Linked DNA regions of Gossypium arboreum: region 1 is linked to region 2. The links are chromatin contacts, called in public Hi-C maps. All regions are on one chromosome and are shown on one strand. The core of a region is the stretch at or near the end of the contact, and the rest is flanking DNA. Distances in the headings are between cores, read along the strand shown. Region 1 holds the start of LOC108465454. Region 2 has its middle 58 kb from the start of LOC108470829.

The links. A called contact is a pair of places that touch in the nucleus more often than the background predicts.
Region 1: a Hi-C map of leaf shows a contact between it and region 2, with 2.8 times the contacts expected there. The contact joins the promoter of LOC108465454 here to the enhancer-like site in region 2. A contact is called at or near these places in 2 of 5 Hi-C or Micro-C datasets (both in leaf).

The regions. Positions count from the first base shown.
Region 1 is chr8:45,939,811-45,943,621 of ASM2569848v2, reverse strand. LOC108465454 reads right to left here and starts at 1,721. Exons shown (of 3, transcript XM_017765775.2): 1 at 1,351-1,721. The coding sequence starts at 1,527.
Region 2 is chr8:45,797,213-45,801,089 of ASM2569848v2, reverse strand. No RefSeq gene overlaps it. Among protein-coding and RNA genes, the nearest start is that of LOC108470829, 58 kb to the right of the region's middle. Within about 2 kb of position 1,434, at least 2 of the 2 cell types and tissues checked have an H3K27ac peak or open chromatin away from gene starts, as enhancers often do. A contact at or near this core is called in leaf, where this site is marked.

The DNA of each region.
Region 1 (3,811 bases), core at 472-2,971, 140 kb before region 2:
GATTGTTGTGGTAAATAGTGAAGACTATAATTTCGGTATAAGGACAAGCAAATCTCCAACTAGATTTACAATTTATTATTTCCTGAAAAGGAACAAACAAATTGATTCAAATTTATAAACAGCACTTCAAAGAACTTAATTCTAGCCACGTAGAGAAGGGGGAAAAAGGAATGTCAGTTATTCAGATGAATCTCAAGCATGATGAGAAAAGGGAAGAGTTTTTTGGTAAATTTGCATTATATGCTTTCCTCCACTCCTCAAGAGACAGGAAAGAATGCTATTCAGAAGAGGTGCAAAGATGTTGATAATCACAGGTGGGTGCTACTGAGCATACCCTTACGAATTAAAAATTCAAATTTCCTTTCATTCAGACAACAAGTCATCAAGAAAACTATCAAGATAATTAGAAAAGTATTGCACAACTCATGACAAAGGAAAACAGATGTAATTATGAAGTCAATTAACTCTTTACAACCATCTCAAGAGGATGACAAACAATGGGTTTAGAAATACAAGATAACTAAGCATCCTGATTGATGGAATATGGTATTATTCTATACTTCCTCATATTAGCCATGCAAGTCTATACGGCGAAAAAGAAAAGGATTAAGAAAACCATCTATTGTACGATTGCAACTTAGAATGAATATACCATTCAAGCCAACTTGAACTTGCACTGAATTCCCATAGATAATTCAGTGTACTAGTTACCTTTGTTCCAAGCTTCTTTTTTTTTTCGTTTTTTAAACAAAAGAGCCTCAAGAGCTCCATCTAACCATAAGTAGCGTGTTGAGCAAGCCTAACCTATTTAATACCAAGAAAACCTCATGCCATCTCATTCCAAGTACTAGTTCAGTTGGTGCTGAACCCCCCAAAAAAAAAAAATTATCTAATTAAAACCAGCAACAGGCTTGAAGATATATACAGCACAAAGGCCAAGAAACTCATGGAACATGCACAATTAATTCAAGAACACAATGAACAGAACAAATTATTCAGCCAAAAGAAAAAAAGAAAAAAAAAACAGAACAATTTAATACTAAGCTGTACTCATAGACATAGGTAAACATGCAAATTCAAAAGTCGAACTTTCTAATATTACTCTACAACGAGCAGCCGAGATACCTGCTAAATTTCTAAAGGAAATAATCCCAAAATTTTAACAAACGCAGGGAGTCTCAATAAATCATAAAAATCTATCAAGAAAACACACTCGCTAAGAAAATAAACATAAATATCAAATTAAAAACCAGATAAGGAATGCAACAAAAAGAACACCCAAGTTCTATGCTTACGACAAAAAAAGAACCCAACTTTGAAGAATCGAGATAAGAGAGAGAGAAAGCTTACAAAGAAATGGGTGAGATGAACAATGGTCCAAGCGATTCCCGGAGAGGTACCAAATACAGATAAAACCATGAGCCACGAAAAGAAAACGATCAAGATATAAGCGGTCCAAACCCCTGGATAGGTGAACCACTCAGTGTTCTTGTTCAGATCTGTGGGTGGCACAGCTCTCACGTACATCTTTTAATTTGGTTATTTCTCTTCTGGGCTTTCTCTTTCTTCTCTTTCTTCTCTTTCTTCCTCAAACAAACGGATGGGTGACTCAAGGATTGCTAATGGTGAAATATGCTCGTTGGTAGTGTATTGGGGTTTTACCAATTCCGTTGTTGCGAAGCTGTCGCTACAGAATTGGGGGAGTATGCGTGGATTTTTCTTTAATATAGGCTTAAGCGTGTAAACGTCTTTTCTTTTATGCAAATAAAAATTTTCACAATTCTTTTCTTAAAAAAAATTCTAGTTAAATATCCCTAATTTTTTTAGCTAGAATCACCTCATATCACAACCACGACATATGTTAAAAAATTATAAAAATTAAAATCAATACAAATTATTAAATTTTAATAAAAATATAAAATTATTTTAAAATAACTTTTTATAAAGCTAGAGAATTGAATAAGTTAAGTTAGAGAATTGAATAAGTTATTATACCTTTTCTTCAAAGAATTTATTTAAAAATAATTTATAAGTTAATTAAATATCTGTTTGATTCTTGGTTTAAATTATAAGTATATTCCTTTTTTTAAAGAAAATTAAGAATTTAGGCTTTTTTTTATATTTATGAGAATAATTCGTTTTTTGAGAGAGAGAGAGTGAAAATGAGTACTTTCTTAGATTTTTTTTTTCTTTGTTGTTAGAAATTAGAGTTTATTTTTGTTTGTGTTTGTGATAGACATTGTTATAGTTTTAAGTATGTTTGAATTAAAGGTAATGTTGTGGAGCTCGGTGACCTACAAATTCCATCTGCCATGTAAGTATGAAGTCATCAACTGAGAAGTCGGATTTCATTGCAATTCAAGGTCCGAGTTGACAGTGATTATGTTGGATTTGGTGCTCTAACTGTAGTATTTTCATCAATGTACACTTGTAAATTTTTTTGAAAAGATTTGTTAATAAAATTATTCATGAATTACATTAATACTTTGTATTGCACGCAAACCAAAATGGAAGCAAATGTTGCTCACTAGTTGGCTAATGCTTAAATAATACTAAGCGATATTATGTAATCAGATGACAATACAAAAAGACAACATGTATTAGTAGACAAACCTAAACACGTCCTTAGTCTAATCGAAAACGAGCAAACCGATTGAAAGACTAATATGTCGTCAATCAAGTTCAATTATGAAGATGTTTTGTCTTGGGAATCAGAGCGGATGATTCCCAGAAGATAGAGACATATGTGTGACTGACTAGACTGACAGTACATCAGACAAGACCCAAAAAGAATAGATCTTGAATTTGTTTATGGATTTATTCACTTGTGACGCTCATAGTGTGACACACCTAAATCTTGAGTGGATAACGGATTATATATTCATGACTCGTACATTTTGATATAAGTAAAAACCTAAGATCGAATAGATAATAAACCAATAGCTGGTGCGTTGGGTGTACAGCTTCTACAATATGTAGCGCCATTCACAATAGTGGAATTCATAACTCGAGACATGGGTAAATAATATCCTCTCATTGACATTACATGGTTGATGAAAAGTAAATGTGGTCAGGGTCATTCGTTTTTTAGAGGAATGACTTAATTACTATTTTATAGTAATTGACTTTTTATGAAGAAAGATGTAATGGTTACCATGAGATAAAATAAGATCATTGTAACACCCCTTACCCGTACCTGAGGCCGGGATAAGGTACGAGGCGTTATCGGACAAACATACAAACATTAAACTAAAATACGGGCCATAAAATTTCATTCATATTTCAAAATGTTCATTCACTTACACATAGTCCCTTATTTGAGTCTACGGAGCCCAAAACATACTTTAGAAAGGTTTCGGGACTAAACCGAGAACTTACGAAAATCTTGGAAATTTCATGCTTTAAAGTTCCACACGCCCGTGTCCCAAAGCCGTGTTCCATACACAGCTGAGACACATGGTCGTGTCTCTGCCTGTGTGGAATATACCTAGGCTATTTTCCAAGCTTTTGTCAACCTTAATCTCTTACACACTTATACATTTATACCAAAATTATCATCTTACCAAATATCTTCAGCTTAATCATCAAGCATTCAAATTTAAAGCTAGATCATATCTTTATAAAATACCACAATTCAGATGCGCAGAATAACATGTTTGCCTGAAACATTTCAATTCAACTCCATACCCAACAAGCATTACATTGAGACTAGTCATATATATATATCCATATGATTCATATCATTCTCTTTCTGTTTTCTTATAAACACATATCATTTATTTCATTATATCAATATTTCATATACCATAGT
Region 2 (3,877 bases), core at 185-2,684:
TTTTTCTTGTAATCAATTTTTTAAAACAAATTTGGATTCTAGATCAAGAGTAATTATAATTTCAATTACCAAGTGATTATAATTCGAATCTAGAAATTTGAAAATTTTGGTTTCGACTATAGAGGATTGAGCAATGGCTCTTTTAGGAGAGTTTAGGTTTTGTTTTTAATACATGTGCTTTGGTTTTTATTTATAATTTATTTATCTAAAAATGATTTTTAATTTTTTTGAAAATTTTAGAATTAAAATTAAATTAATAGGTTTTGTAAATGTTAAAGGTTAAATTTATTAAATATTTTAGATTTAAGATCAAATTGATAGAATGTATAAATATTAAAAGACTAAATTCATATTAGGCTAATAAAAAAGGGCCCACGTCAGCTTTATATAATTAGTCTAATCACAATGAACGAAAAAATGATTAAAATATTTAATTTAAAAAGTAAAATAATTAAATTAAAAATTAATAGTGAGATGATTAAAATAGAACTAAATTCATAGGTGGGTTAACACATGGGGTTTCTAACTATAACACATGGGATTTTTTATTCCTATTTTTTGTGCTTTATATTAATTTTTATTTTATATTGTAATTGTTCGGATATATCTATCTAATATTAAACCTTTCAAATAAATTTTTAAAATTATAAGTTGAATTTTAAATTTAAAAATTTTGAAATGATGAATGAATTTTGGCTCCACCTAAAATAAATTTTTAGTTTCGTGGCTCGATAATTATATTGTGTGAGACAGGGTACAATGCGTATCATCCCTACGGTCAATTATTTCAAAACAATATTTTAGTGAACTTTTATCATTTGGTATGGGTGTTTTGGGCACAGCTAGATTTGATTGTGTGGACATCATTTGCATGAGGATGGCATTGGTCTAGGCTTCTTATGACTATGATCTTTGAGGGTCCCAATTCTATCCGACTACTTTTTGCATCATCAAAAGTCATAATCAAAAGCATGTTGGACATTGAAAAATATCAACCAAAAGCCCATCTCCTTCATTCCATGGGCTTAAAGTTGGGAGGCAAAAAAGCCCTTACTGAATTGGGCAAAACCCAACCAAAGGTAAGGAGAAAAAAAGGGGTCAGAAAATTACGATTATACTAAAAAGGTGCACAATATTACAAGTGACATAAATATTTTCCATGCCCAGTTTCATGCTGTGTGTGTGGACGTATTATGATATCATCATCATAAGAGAAGTGAGAATGAGACTCCACCCAAAAACATGGTGGGGGTGATGTGGCAAAATGACAAGAAAATGGGGACCACCTTGGGGTGTGTTGATGGTGGTCACCAAAACCCCTTTCTCCAGAAGTAAGCAGAGTCAGAGTCCGAGTCTAGTGCAGTGCAGTGCTGTGCTGTGCAGTGCAGTGACAGACAGGTGAAAAGCATCTGAGGCGTCCGGCTACTTGCCCCCTCTACCACCGGCACTACAACTCTACCTCAAATTTCGATACCTCCCCTTAGCTACTATATATTATTGTTTTCTCTTCTCCCACTTTGGATTTTTCTTAATTAGGTAATTGAGTTAAAATCATTCTCTTCTCATTATTATTAAACCATAAATTGGAGTTTAAATTATACAATTTTCCTATCTTTCTACCTTTGTGATTGTTAGTTCAATTAGTATAAACATAACCAATTAAAAATTTTATCCTGCAAAACAAAAATAAAAAGTATTAATTTTTTCTTTTATATATATATATATATATATATTCTTTTTACTTTATATTTTTCCTTTTCTTCTTTTCTGAGATTCAGCTTTTTAGTTTAAATGTTTTGGGTTTGATGATTTTGATTAAGGTTTTAGAATAGATCAAGTTGTAATTTTTATTTTGATTATTAAAATTCATAAAAATAAAAATATTTTAAAATAGTAAAAATTAGTTCAACTAGTTTAATTAGGTTTTTTTAACTTGGTTCAACCGACTTGTATTGTTTTATGGGTAAATTCATTCAGCCTCTATCTCCGACCCACCTGAAAAATGGAAGGGTTTGAGTAAAAATATAGGCCCAAAAAATGGGCTTGGACAAAAAAATAAGGCCCCTTTAGAAAACAGGCCGGGTCTCAAGCAAGATTTTTTTGACCCGGCACTGCCTGCAGACAGCCCAAATTATATAATAATTTTTATTTTATTTTATTTTTAATCATTTTAAATTTTTAATATAACCACTTTTTATTATATTTTCAATTTGTGTATTGTTTTAAGAATTATTTTAATATCATTTTTTTATTTTTTTAATATTTGTTTTCATTTTTTAAAATGTATTTGATTTATTATCTTTTAAAAAATATATTTAATAAAATAAGCTAAAAAATTTTAATATAAATTTGGGCAGTCGACTCGGGCTTAGCAATTTTATTTTGGGCCGAGCTTGGACCATTTTTTATGCCCATATTTCGGGCCGGGCAAGGCCCAAGCGTAGAAAAAGGGCCTAAATTTTTGTTTGGGCCCTGCCCAGCCCATGATTAGCTCTACTCCGGACTGATATCTGGTTGATTGTCAATCAAACCAGTTGGTTCAATTCGATTTTGAAAACACTGATTTTGATCGATGAAAAAACTTTTTCAATCTCATCAAGTCGAGCAAGCAGGCGGTGAAGTATAAAAACAAAATTAATTGCCAATGTTTGGAACTCAAGAGGGTGAATATCGAGCATTGTTGGCCCTACCAAACATTATAAAGGAAGAAGAAAGGGGAAAAAGTAGGGAAAAAAAAAGGAGAATAATGTAAAAGAGAATAAAAGAATTAAAAATTATTTTTTAAAAGTTTATACGACATGACAATCTATTATTGGCTATTACTTTTAAATCGATATAACATTTCGAGTAAAATGAGTAATGGAATAATAGTTTAGGTATCACTTGTTGGCCAAAAATTTAGGTACCAATTTGAGAAAAATTATATAGTTTAGATACTAATTTATGGATTAAGTCTTTTTAAAAATAAAGTTAATAGTTTAACTGTCAAGATACCAACTTTGAAAAAATAGTTTAAATATCACTTATAACAAAAACAATTAAATACCAAAATAATAAAATGGTATAATTTATAAATCAATTTGTGGCTTATCTCTTATTATTGTTATTTAAGGTATGTATCATGTTATCAATTTTCTTTATAAATTTTTTTGAAAAATTTTCTTTATAAATTGTTTAACTGTTTTCTGTAATTGTAACTTCAAACAAAAATTTTGCTTATACATTTAATTATTTCATTATCAGTTCTAATAATTTATTTAGACTTTCAACTTTACAAAAAAAAGTTATTTTAGTCTTTTATTTAATTTTTGTCTTTTTTAGCTCTTAAACTTGAGTTTTTTATCAAATCACCCCAAGATGAATAAAAAGTTAACTTTTTTTAAATTTTGTTGTAATTGCATGCACGTGGATTACCACATGGATGACACATAAACATTTAATTAGTTTTTTAAAATTTAAAATTTATTTTTAAAAATCATTAAAATTATTTTAAATATTATGAAAATATTTTTAAATATTTTTAATTCTAAAATTTAATTAATTGCTAGCGTGGTATCACATGATAATTAATCCACGAATATGTCACATCAACAAAGTTAATATTTTCATCTATTTTGGAGTGATTTGACAAAAAATACAATTCAAAAGTTAAAAAAGGTGAAAAATTAAATAAACAATTAAAATGATTAATTTTATAAAATTAGAGAGCAAAAAGGTCATTACGCTTAAATATAATTTTTATGTTATAATGGCAAATTTTTGTTTATAAACAAAAATAATGAGAATATAAACCATACTATGGTAGTGCTAATGCAATCCATAGACTAAAACCTACATGCATAATTGAATGATTAGAGAATTTTATTTGAATTAAGTA